Regions from separate parts of the Macaca mulatta genome. Here region 1 is linked to region 2. A link is a contact called in public Hi-C data. All regions are on one chromosome and are shown on one strand. Each heading gives the region's core, a stretch centred on a gene start, on an enhancer-like site or on the middle of the called end of the contact. The rest is flanking DNA. Distances are from core to core; before and after follow the strand shown.

Evidence for each region. A called contact is a pair of places that touch in the nucleus more often than the background predicts.
Region 1: a Hi-C map of liver shows a contact between it and region 2, with 2.3 times the contacts expected there. The contact joins the promoter of LOC144341078 here to the promoter of CFAP99 in region 2. A contact is called at or near these places in 3 of 14 Hi-C or Micro-C datasets (CD4 T cells, fetal cortex germinal zone and liver).

What each region holds. Positions count from the first base shown.
Region 1 is chr5:2,597,027-2,602,965 of T2T-MMU8v2.0, forward strand. It overlaps LOC144341078, which reads left to right and starts at 4,185. Exons shown (of 3, transcript XM_078003002.1): 1 at 4,185-4,423; 2 at 4,508-5,939. The coding sequence starts at 4,256. The coding sequence ends at 4,906. RNF4 (ring finger protein 4) reads left to right here and starts at 4,600. Exons shown (of 7, transcript XM_078003001.1): 1 at 4,600-4,754. LOC144341081 (a long non-coding RNA gene) reads right to left here and starts at 4,353. Exons shown (of 3, transcript XR_013417682.1): 1 at 3,074-4,353; 2 at 2,258-2,764; 3 at 1,183-1,490. It overlaps CFAP99 (cilia and flagella associated protein 99), which reads left to right. Exons shown (of 15, transcript XM_078002973.1): 15 at 1-594.
Region 2 is chr5:2,547,453-2,552,903 of T2T-MMU8v2.0, forward strand. It overlaps CFAP99 (cilia and flagella associated protein 99), which reads left to right and starts at 3,332. Exons shown (of 15, transcript XM_078002973.1): 1 at 3,332-3,471. ZFYVE28 (zinc finger FYVE-type containing 28) reads right to left here and starts at 3,024. Exons shown (of 13, transcript XM_078002908.1): 1 at 2,520-3,024.

The DNA.
Region 1 (5,939 bases), core at 2,935-5,434, 50 kb after region 2:
TCAGGAGCGGAGGGGGGATGTGGCAGCTAACAAACTGAGGGTACTATTGCCAACACTGTTGGTTGGCAGGTAACAAGTCCCCTCCTGGACTGAGCAGCCGCTTAGAGCTAGCTTGAGAGTACCTGGGGCCTCTCCTCATACAAACCTAGGTGGGAGCAGGCCTGGGACCACTCCCTAAAGTTGTGGCCTGGGAGTAGGCATCGTGTGATAGATGGCAAAAAGTCTGTGTATCTCGGCCCCTTGCCGTGTGACTTTACACCTCCCACCAAGAGGCGGAGTCTGTTTCCCCCAGCCCTTGCATCTGGTCCGGCCTAGTGACTTTCTTTGGCTAATAGGGTGCAGCAGAAGTAACCATGTGTCAGTTCTGAGTCTGGGCCTCAGGTGGCCTTTGAGTTCCCAGGGAACCTTGCCCAGGCCCCATGTGAGCATGACTAGGGTGGCCTGCTGGGATCAGACACCATGTGGAGGAGAGCCCGTTATCTCAGAGGCCATCCTAGAGCAGCAGAGCACAAAATGAGAGCAGACGGACAAGAACCTCCCCCAGCCCCACTGTCTTGTAGATTCATGAGCAACAATAAATGTCTATCGTTCAAAGTATCAAGCTTTGGGGTGGTCTGTTCCAGAGATATAGCTAAGGGGCACACCCTTAAGGGCCCAGGGCCTTCACAGTGGGGGCCCCTGCCTCCCCTCCCTGCATAGGCTCTTTACAGAAAATCAAGCTACTCCCCCAAAGGGGGCCAGCCAGAGTGAGATATGACCCAGCTAGTGCTGACAATCCCTCTCTGAACCTTTCCTGGCTGGACTGCCTGGGGAGTGGACACTTTGCCTGAGTACAGGCTAGTCAGAAGGTCCTATGCATAGCATCTGAGACCCACTTGGGCAGGGGCTTTCTTTGGAAATAGTGAAGAAAGCAGATTCAGTATCTGGTGTGAGGCCCCGGAACCTGCATTCAGCTGGTTTCCACATGTGGGACTACGGGAGCACCAAGGTGCCAGTCTTTTCGCCAAGCTGCAGGTGTTCAGGGGCCAAGGGAAGCGCTATTTGTGAAGGAACAAGTTCAGTGCAAGTGAGGCTTGGAGAAGACTTAAAGGCAGCTTTTGTTTGTTTTTGTTTTTGAGGCAGGGTCTCGCTTTGTCACCCAGGCTGGAGTGCAGTGACGTGATGATAGCTCATACAGTTTTAAACTCCCGGGCTCAAGTGATCCTCCTGCCTCATCCTCCCTACTAGCTGGGACTACATGCACTTACCACCAAACCCAGCTAATTTTTTATTTTTAGTAGAGATGCGGTCTCACTATGTCGCCCAGGCTGAAGGCAGCCTTTGAGCATGAAACTGGTATTTGTAGAGACTTTCAACATCACATGTTCAATGTATTACAGTTACAAACAGAAAACCCTAACTTTTCCTTAGGCTGTAAAATACAAATTACTAATATTACTCTTTCTTTTTTTTTTTTTTTTTTGAGACGGATTCTTGCTCTGTTGCCCAGGCTGGAGTGCAGTGGCCGGATCTCAGCTCACTGCAAGCTCCGCCTCCCAGGCTTACGCCATTCTCCTGCCTCAGCCTCCCGAGTAGCTGGGACTACAGGCCCCCGCCACCTCACCCGGCTAGTTTTTTTTGTATTTTTTAGTAGAGACAGGGTTTCACCGTGTTAGCCAGGATGGTCTCGATCTCCTGACCTCGTGATCCGCCCATCTCGGCCTCCCAAAGTGCTGGGATTACAGGCTTGAGCCACCGTGCCCAGCCATATTACTCTTTCTAAATCTGATTTTTTTTTTTTTTTGAGAGAGAGAGAGAGAGAGAGAGAGGGTCTAATTCTGTCACTCAGGCTGACATGCAATCACAGCTCACTGCAGCCATGACCTCCTGGGCTCAAGCAATCCTCCTGCCTCAGCCTCCTGAGTAGCTGGGACCACAGGGACATGCCACCACACCTGGATAATTTTTTTTTTTTTTTTTTTTTTTTTTTGGTGGAGACGGGGTTTTACCATGTTACCCAGGCTCATCTATAAACTCCTCAGCTCAAGCAATCCTCCCACCTCACCCTCCGAAAGTGTTAAGATTACAGGCGAGGCCGGGTGTGGTGGCTCACGCCTGTAATCCCAGCACTTTGGGAGGCTGAGGCAAGAGAATGGCATGAACCTGGGAGGCGGAGCTTGCAGTGAGCCGACATCATGCCACTGCACTCCAGCCTGGGTGAGACTCCATCTCAAAAAAAAAAAAAAAAAGATTACAGGTGAGAGCCACCATGCCCAGCCTAAATCTGATCATTTTTAACCACCATTTTGATTAATCATGTACGGCTCCATTTATGAACTGAAATTCTCTTAAACATTTTCAACTGCATTTATACATGTAGAATCTAATTTTATTCTTTAGCATTTCAGTTGTCTGCCTTATCAAGTATTAATATTTAAATAATTCTCATAGGTATATTAAATGTCTACATTTCTCTTAAACTTTTAAGTTCTCTTTGTTCCAATTATAATCACAAACTTTGGAATACCTTTCAACTTACAATCACTATCAAAAATCGAATACCTAGGGCAGGGTGTGATGGTTCATGCCTGTAATCCCAACACTTCGGGAGGTCGAGGCAAGCAGATAGCCTGAGCCTGGGACTTCAAGACAAGACTGGGCAACATGGCAAAAGCCAGTGTCCACAAAAAAAAAAAAAAAAAAAAAAAAAAAATTAGCCAGGCATGGTGGCACACACCTGTGGTCCCAGCTATTTGGGAGGCCAAGGTGGGTTGATCATCTAAACCTGGGGAGGCCGGCCGGGCGCGGTGGCTCAAGCCTGTAATCCCAGCACTTTGGGAGGCCGAGATGGGCGGATCACGAGGTCAGGAGATCGAGACCATCCTGGCTAACACGGTGAAACCCCGTCTCTACTAAGAAATACAAAAAATAGCCGGGCGAGGTGGCAGCGCCTGTAGTCCCAGCTACTCGGGAGGCTGAGGCTGGAGAATGGCGTGAACCCGGGAGGCGGAGCTTGCAGTGAGCTGAGATCCGGCCACTGCACTCCAGCCTGGGCTACAGAGCGAGACTCCGTCTCAAAAAAAAAAAAAAAAACCTGGGGAGGCCAAGGCTGCAGTGAGGCATGATCGTGCCACCACACTCCAGCCTGGGTGACAGAGTGACACCTCGTCTCAAAACACACACACACACAAATACTTAGATATTTTACATGAGAATTAGATTTATCTATCAGATACTCTACCATGCCAGATTTCCTTACAATTACAGAAAATAGCAAACACATATTGTTTGTAAACACAACGCAAAAACGTTAATGCTCTGGTTTCTATCTGCCTTGTCATTCCATTATTTGACTCCATTTTCGAGGTTAGAAACTTACTGTACGGTGGCCGGGCGAAGTGGCTCACACCTGTAATCCCAGTACTTTGGGAGGCCAAGGAGGGTGGATCTCCTGAGGTCAGGAGTTCGAGACTGGCCTGGCCAACATGATGGAACCCCGTCTCTACTAAAAATACAAAGAAAATTAACCGGGTGTGGTGGCAGGCGCCTCTAATCCCAGCTACTCGGGAGGCTGAGGCAGGAGAATCACGAGAATCCAGGTTGGAGGTTGGAGATTGCAGTGAGCCGAGATCGCGCCACTGCACTCCAGCCAGCGCGACAAGAGCGAAACTCCATCTCAAAACAAACAGAAACTCAGTGTAAGAAAACAATGCAACCCAAGGCATTTGGGGTGACCTTCACATTGCCTGGGGGTGCCGAGGGACCAGAGATGCTGGCCATGGACTAAGGTCTGGGTATTCTCAGGCAGCAGGGACAAGGTGGGCTTTTTTCCTGGTTGCTAAACCCACGTCAAAGTCCAGCTCAGGGACTGGAGCTCAAGAAACCCACCACCCATTCTCCAGTCCGACCGGGGACCTGCATGCGCCTGTGCCGTGCTGCCCTGAGTCCTCCAATCCTCCACACTCTTCATCTGTTAGGTACACGTCTGCACCCCAGCCTGCAAAAGTTCCAGGTTCCTCTCAGGGGCAGGGACCCGCACGCCGGCCCAGGGCTTGGCACGCGGGGGCGCTGAAACAGGGCCAGGCCTGGTTTCCAGCCGATCGTCATAGTCCCCAGGCCCAGCAACCTTCCTCACAAAGGCATCGTTAAGAGGCGGGGAAACAAGAGCCAGGAGAGGGGCGCGGAACGGCGGGCGGGACGAACTACCAGCTCCGCGTCCCGGCCAGCTGCGTCGAGCCAGGGGCACAGCAGCTGGTGTGCGGTTCGAAAACTAGGAATGGGAAGGTTCGGGGCCCGCTCGGCTCCGGAGGCAGTCGGCGGGCAGTCCCTGGCGGCGTTGGGACAGTCAGTCGCAGCCGGGTACAGGAGCCCGGTTGGCCCTCAGACCGCGACTCCCGGAAGGCCTTGCGAGCGGGGCCGCGCCCGCGCCGTCTCTTGCCGGAAGGTGCGAATTAGGGCGCTCGATTGTGGGCGGGGGCGGAAAGAGGCGCGCTTTAAAGTGGTAACAGATGGTTTTCTTATCCAATAGGATTTAAAAATTTGTCCTTACCCGGCCAACCGCGGAAGTAGGGTAGGCGGGCGGCCAATGGGCACACGACGGGGGGCGGAGCCGAGGCCTCCGAAGCGGAAGTGGGTTGCTGTTGAGGCGGCGGCATCTTTCTCGAGGGGCTCTCCTGGGCGGCTGGAGAAGCAGCTTCTTCTCTCGAGTGCGACGGCGGCGGCTCCTGCGGACCTAACTAGCTCCAGGTTAGGCTGGGCTTTGCGGGGAAGCAGCGGCAAATCAGGGCCTGTGCAGATGCGAGGTTTAGGCGGCTTCGCGGCCTACAGAGGCCTCGGCCCGCGCGGCTCCACCCGGCCGAGACTCCGCAGCCCGGGACCTCGAGCCAGCTCTGGCCGCTCGCACCGCCTTCCGCGCGGGCGCACCTAACCCGGCTTGGCGCGGGCGACAGAAGTTAAGAGGCCTGCGTCTGGGTCTCGGCTCACCCTGGCGGGCCGCGGCCATGGGGCTTAGTCCATAGCTTAGGAAGGGAAACTGAGGCTCTGGGAAGGGCAGGAACGCCCCCAAGGTCACTCGGAGAGTCGGGCAGGGTGTGCTCTTAGTGGGGAGACCTGGGCAGGGTTTTTGTTCCCCGCTGACGACGTCTCCTTTGTGTGTTCGTGCCGCCGCCCCGCCATCGTGGGGCCTGCGAGTTTGCCCGGGTGCCCGGGTGCCCGGGCCGCGTGGCGGGGCCTTTTGTAGGTCGGGAGGATCTGAGTACGGGTGCGGGACTGACAGTGTGGGGCGCCGAGGTCGCAGTCTAAAACTTGGTAGGGCCTCGACTTCCGGACGCGCTTCCGGGCCCCGGCTGATGGTTGGTGGAACGTGTGACTGTGAGGCTTGCGGCCCAGCCCTGCACCGCTCGGGCCCTTCACCCTCTGGCGCGCCTGTAGGCTGGCGTATGAAGATTCTCAAGACCCGAAAAAGAGTTGCTAGTAAACACCGCTTTTCCGCCTTTGATCCATCGAGGAAACAGGGAAAAGGATAGAGCTTGGGCAAGCAGTTTTGGTAGGGATTTCAGCTTTTGTCTTTCACTTGTCGGTTCCCATAGACGTTCACAGTCTTAATAACCTTCGTTCTGTTTCTGCACGAAGTTCTTGAGCCAGACGTTGGGTCTCAGCTCTGGAATCTGACTTACAGTGTCCAAGTGGTTGGGGAGACTGAGGTCCAGAAAAGTGAGGTAGTCTGCCCAAGGTCACAAAGCCGGCTCTTTGGCAGCAGATGAGATTAAGTCTTAACTGCAGGATTAGGCTTTTGAATTCGGTGACCAGGAGTTTTGGGACCGCTGACAGTAAAAGAGACATTGAAGGGAATGTTTTGTTGTTTTCTTGGTGTTTTACTTGTTAATGGACAAGGATACATTGGGTTCAGTTTTACTGTGAGTTTGAGATGAAATAGGGACATTTGAGTAGCAAGCTGTGTT
Region 2 (5,451 bases), core at 2,082-4,581:
TTTAACACTTCAACTCTTCCAGGCCCAGAATCTTCCCAGGACTGACTTTGTGCTTATTTGTGCCAAAATGTGTTAAATTAGACAAGAAGGAGAAGCATAAAATTCAATTCATAATCCAAGACAAGAATCTGAGCTTTGGTTTGAAAAATGAAAAGCTCTGGAATGACATAACATACTCCAACCCTTCAAACAATCAAGATATTTAACTCCAAAGACAGATCTCAAATAAGAGACAGCCCAAGTTCAGACTGCCCACAGGGCACCAGCTCCCAGAAAATGCCATGCCATGGCCGGAGACAGATCTGAGTTGGAGATACGCCTCAAGTCCAGAGCTCTGGAGCTAGTACCAGACAGCATGCGGGTAGAAGACAACGAGAAAAAGGAGAGGTCCAAACGAATCCTGTTCCCTCCCTTCTCCAGAGGCACACAGCTCTGGGCTGACTCCTGGGATCAGCTGATTCACTGGCGGTGCCCTCTCAGTGCCTGCCCCCTGCCTGGAAAGCCAGCTGTCTGCTGAAGACGAAAAGTTAGAAACACAATTCCTAATTCTTGGGACAACCTCTAGTATCATGTTCTACCTTTAAAGTGTCTTCCCTAAACGAAAACAGACAAGGCCATTCTGAAATTACTCAGCTACTTATGAAACAGAGTCTACAATTATTTTTCCTTCCTTTTCAACACAATTAGGAGGGTGTCCCCCCCAAATGCGGCCTCTTCCACAGCCACGTCCGGAGGGGCATCCCCTAGTGTCCCAGCAAGTGCTTTCAGCGACACCAGAATGTTACTTTAAGACCTGAGACACCTTTCTCCAGCTGCCTCCCGCCTTGTGTCACAGAAAATAATGCTGCTGCACGCTCTCAAAACGCCGTTTTACAAGCCGACTTGGTTTTCCGTAACTGGTGAGGAAAAGTCACTGGAACCAAACGCCACTCATACAGCTATCCAGAGGCCACCGCCCTCCCCCGGCAGAGGCGCATGGGGGCAGCAGGCAGGACCGAGAGGGGCTCGGAGGCGCCGCAGGAGGAGAGGCTGGGCGCAGACGGCTCGGCCCCAAACCACACCCAGCGCTAGGAAGCGCAAGGCTCCGGACGAACCCTTAAGAAGTCGCTGCTAGGGGCAGGGAGGTTGGGAGAAGGGAGTGCCGCCACAGGAACCCTGAATCCCCTCCCGGTCAGGCTAAGGCCGAGCATGTACCGTAAGCCCTCAACCCAACACTCCTGCAACGACAAATAGAATTCCCCGACCTCAAAGGCGTGAAGCACGCGCCCTTCTGGGCCCTGAGTTCGCCCTCGAACCTCCGTGCCGATCTTCCAAACCCACCTCCCGCCTTCCTGGAATGGGCGCACGCGAGGCACGGATTTCAGGAAATCTCCGCCGTGACAGCTCACCCACGGTGGAGGCGGCGGTCTGGGACGCTGGACGGAGAAAGGTGGCCAGCGGAGGGAGGAGGGGTGGGTCGGCAACGCAGTGGCCTTGGATATCCGAGCTGCCCGGACGCAGCGCTGGCCCCACTCCCGCCCTTGGTCGCCGCGGTGACCCCACCCGAGCCGTGCCCTCCCAAGATCTCAGGGCCAGGGCCTCCCCGCTGCGCCGGCCCCAGGGTGCCACCCTCGGACGCCCAGATGCGCCCTGGACCCTGCGCCGGGATCCCGAGCACCGCCGCGCCTCTACCCCGCGCCGAGCGCGCCCGGCCCTGCTCCGGCTGCAGCGGACACGAGCCCCAAGCGGGCGGCGGGGACGCAGCGCCTGCAGTGCGACTGGCGCAGCCGCCGAGGCACGGAGAGCGCCGCCCGGACCCCGACCCCATGGCGCTAGGAGGGCCGCGGGCGCGGGCTGTGGAGCCGCACCTCCAGCCCCGCCAAGGCTGCTGGCCACCGGCGCGCTCGTCCCAAGGGCCGGGCGGAGGACCTGTCCCGGATTCCAGAGGACGCGGGTGGGGAAGGGACAAGGATGGGGACAAGGGAGGGGACGCCAACTGGGCCGAGGTGTGGGTCAGTCCTGGTTCGGGAAGGGAGGCCGCCATCAGGATCCTCTCTGGACTCGGAAGGACGGGTCTGCCCTGGACCCAGGGATTGGGAAATGTGGCTTCTCTCAGAACCCGGGGAAGTGGGGAGAGGGTCTGTTCTGGAGTGCGGAGGGAGGTCCATTCCCGGCCCAGGACAATGGGGGTGGGGAATGAGGGAGCAGGAGGGGAATGAGGGAGCATCCCTGGTTCAGGGAGGGGAGACGGATAAGTAGTAGGGGGTCTGCTCCAGGCCCGCGGGCTGGGGACCACGAAGTGTAGGAGGGCACCGTCCAGGACCGGGATGAGGAGGGAGAGGGGCCCGTTGTGGCCCTGGAAAAAGGGAGAGGGAAAGTGCTCCCCGGCCCGAGAGGAGGAGCAGGAGGGTCAGTCCTAGACCTGGGCTTAGGAAGCGAGGAGGGACGTTCGGACCCGCCCCAGGGACAGGGCGATGAAGGTCTGTCCAAGTCGCGGAGTGGAGGGAAGTATGTCGGCGGTGGGGGAAGAGGCCGGCCACGGACAGGAAAAGGGGGTCCGTCTCGTAGGGGGGACGGGCGGTCCTGGGGAAGGGAGAGGCCTCGGCGCGGGGGGCATCCGGCCCGAGCGGGGCCGCTCACCTTGGGTTTGTAGAGCCACTTTCGGAACCTGTTCATCATCGCCGCGCCGGCCCTGGCCGGACTCCGGGCGGCCCTCGCCCTCCGCAGCGCTGCGCCCGGGCCCGGCTGCGGCGCGGGGCGGACGCGGAGGCACGGCTGGAGCCCCCGCGCGGTCGCGGGGAAGCTGGCGAGCTGAGCCCGGAGCGCCGAGCGGGCGGCGGGCAGGTGCGCTGGGCAGGCGCGCGGGGCAGGTGCGCGGCCCTGAGGATGCTCTGCAAGCGGCGCGCCGGGCGGACCCTCAGACCCGGGAGCTGGCGCTCTGGCGCTCGGGCGCACGGACAGACGCGGGCACGGGGGCGCGCGGCTCCTCGCTGCTCACTGACACCCCGCACTCCGCTGGTCACGGCCGCCCCGCGCCGCACATGCGCCTATGGCGCCGCGAGCCCCGGGCCCACCACGAGCGGCGGGCGGGGCGGGCGGGACGGGCGGGGCGGAGGCGGCCAATCCCCGCGCGCGGGCGCCGCACCCCGCCGAGGCGCGCTCTCTGCTGGCTGGGAGACTCGCCGCGCCCGGGGATCCAAGAAACTACAAGTCCCGAAGGACATGGCGGGAAGGCGGTGCCCAGGACTTGGCGCCCGGGCCGCGCCGCGGCGCTGTGCATTGTGGGGGTTGTGGTCCACCCGACGTCGCTGGAGCGTGCAGCCGGTTGCCAGGCGACGACGCCAAACAGCCGCCGCGTCCTGCCTACCAGGAGCTGACGGACCGCGACTGCCAACCCCTTCGCCCCACCTGGTCGAGGAAACTGCTGCGGCGGCAGGTGGCGGCGGCAGGTGGCGACAGCAGGAGGGCTCGGCTGCCCGGAGGGCCCGCCAGGTACTGGGGCGGGACAGGTGCGGGGCTACGCGCCGCCGACTTTCATGACCGGCCGGCCGGTCCCTCTCACTCGCTGCTCATCTTGCTTCTCCCAAACACCTTTTCCGTCTTCTTCCCAGCTCCTCGATGAAAGTGAACGGTGCCTCTTTTTTTTCTTTCTTTTTTTTTTTTTTTAAATCACCACTACCAGCGGTGCGTTCTAAAAAGATACTCTCCCGCCCTCGCTATTCCCCCCAATGGTGCCCTAATTTGTACCTTAAAACGCTCACCTCAGACTACCTGCTGTGTGTCAAGCAGAGAGCTAAAAACCCACACGTGGCCTCACTTAAACTTCCCATTGACGGCCGGAGAAGCAGGCACAACGAGGCCGGCGTGCCCTGGCTGTGGGGGTTGCATCCAGATCACGGCGGGTCTGGGTCGGCCTGACCCCACAGCGCTGCACTTTTCCCTGCCGCACCAGCACCACGTTTCTGGCTTGTGGTGAAACGTGCAGATGTGAGACACAGGAGATGGAAATCATGCCCTGCTCGGTTCAGAATTTAGAAGTATGACCTGTTCCTGGTTGTCCTTACTAGCCAGGGCCAGGTACTCAGAAAGGTCCGTGGACTCCATGACCACTTTATTCCATCATACTCATTGTGAGCCTAGGTGCGCTGGCATCTGAGATTTCTCTTAGTTGGGGGTGGGGTCCATGTTCATTTTTGAGTAACTAATTGACTTTCCCTAACCTCCTCTTCCTACCACAGTCGACCCTCTGAAGGGTAAAACCCTTCTGGAGTTGTCCCTTATCTCCAATTCCTTCCCACCTGTTCTTTCTGGAACCTACTCCAGTCAGATTTTCACCTAACCACTCCTCTGAAGCTCTTTATCAAAGTCATCCTTGACCTTGATGTTGCAAAATCCGATGATCAGGGGTCAGCGCTCATCTCTTCCTTGAACTGTCACCACCAGGTGACCCAGCCGACTGTGCCTTCTCCATAACACACCATCCTGGCTTGGCTGGAACAGATCACTCTGTCCACTTTTCCTCCTTGCTCCTGGCCACACCTGCTTGATCTCCTTGGCTGGTTGCCTACCTTGCTCACCGACCTCTCAACACTGGAGACCCTGGACTCAGTCCTTGGAAGCTACTCTATCCACTTCCTCCCTGGGGATTTCCTGCAGTCAGGTGGTTTTATAAACAACGATTTTCTCCCAAACTTCTCAAAACCTGCATCTCTAGCCTCAACCCTGAAACTCCTGTTTACCTGTTCTTCACCATTTGGACGCCTAACAGATCCTCTTCAATTTAATGTGTCCCAAACTGCACTCTCAATCTTCCCCCATAAAACCTGCTGCTCCCAAAGCCATAATTTCTTCAGCACAGGATCTTGGGGTAGACACTTGATGGGCTTGTCCACTGAGTGAATGGCTATTCTCTTTGGGTCTATCCTTGGCCAACTCCAGGTCCTGGAGCAGTTTTATCTGCTCAGAGCTTCCCTTCCTTTGTTTTATAGTTTGAAATTGTGCATGGGATGAAGGCTGAACTTGGGGAATTGGGGTATCAGTTAGGTTTAGCTGCATGTATTGAAAAATCCCAACATCATAGTGGCCTCAACAAGAATATTACTCATACTTTTATAAAAGAGGTTGCCGGGCACGGTGGCTCACGCCTGTAATCCCAGCACTTTGGGAGGCCGAGGCGGGCAGATCACGAGGTCGGGAGATCGAGACCATCCTGGCTAACACAGTGAAACCCCGTCTCTACTAAATATACAAAAATTAGCCGAGCATGGTGGCGGGCACCTGTAGTCCCAGCTACACGGGAGGCTGAGGCAGGAGAATGGCGTGAACCCGGGAGGCGGAGCTTGCAGTGAGTGGAGATCGCGCCACTGCACTCCAGCCTGGGCGACAGAGCGAGACTCCATCTCAAAAAAAAAAAAAAAAAAAGAGGTCATGGAGAGGCAATCATGGTTGGTATGGCAGCCCCAAAGTCCTCAA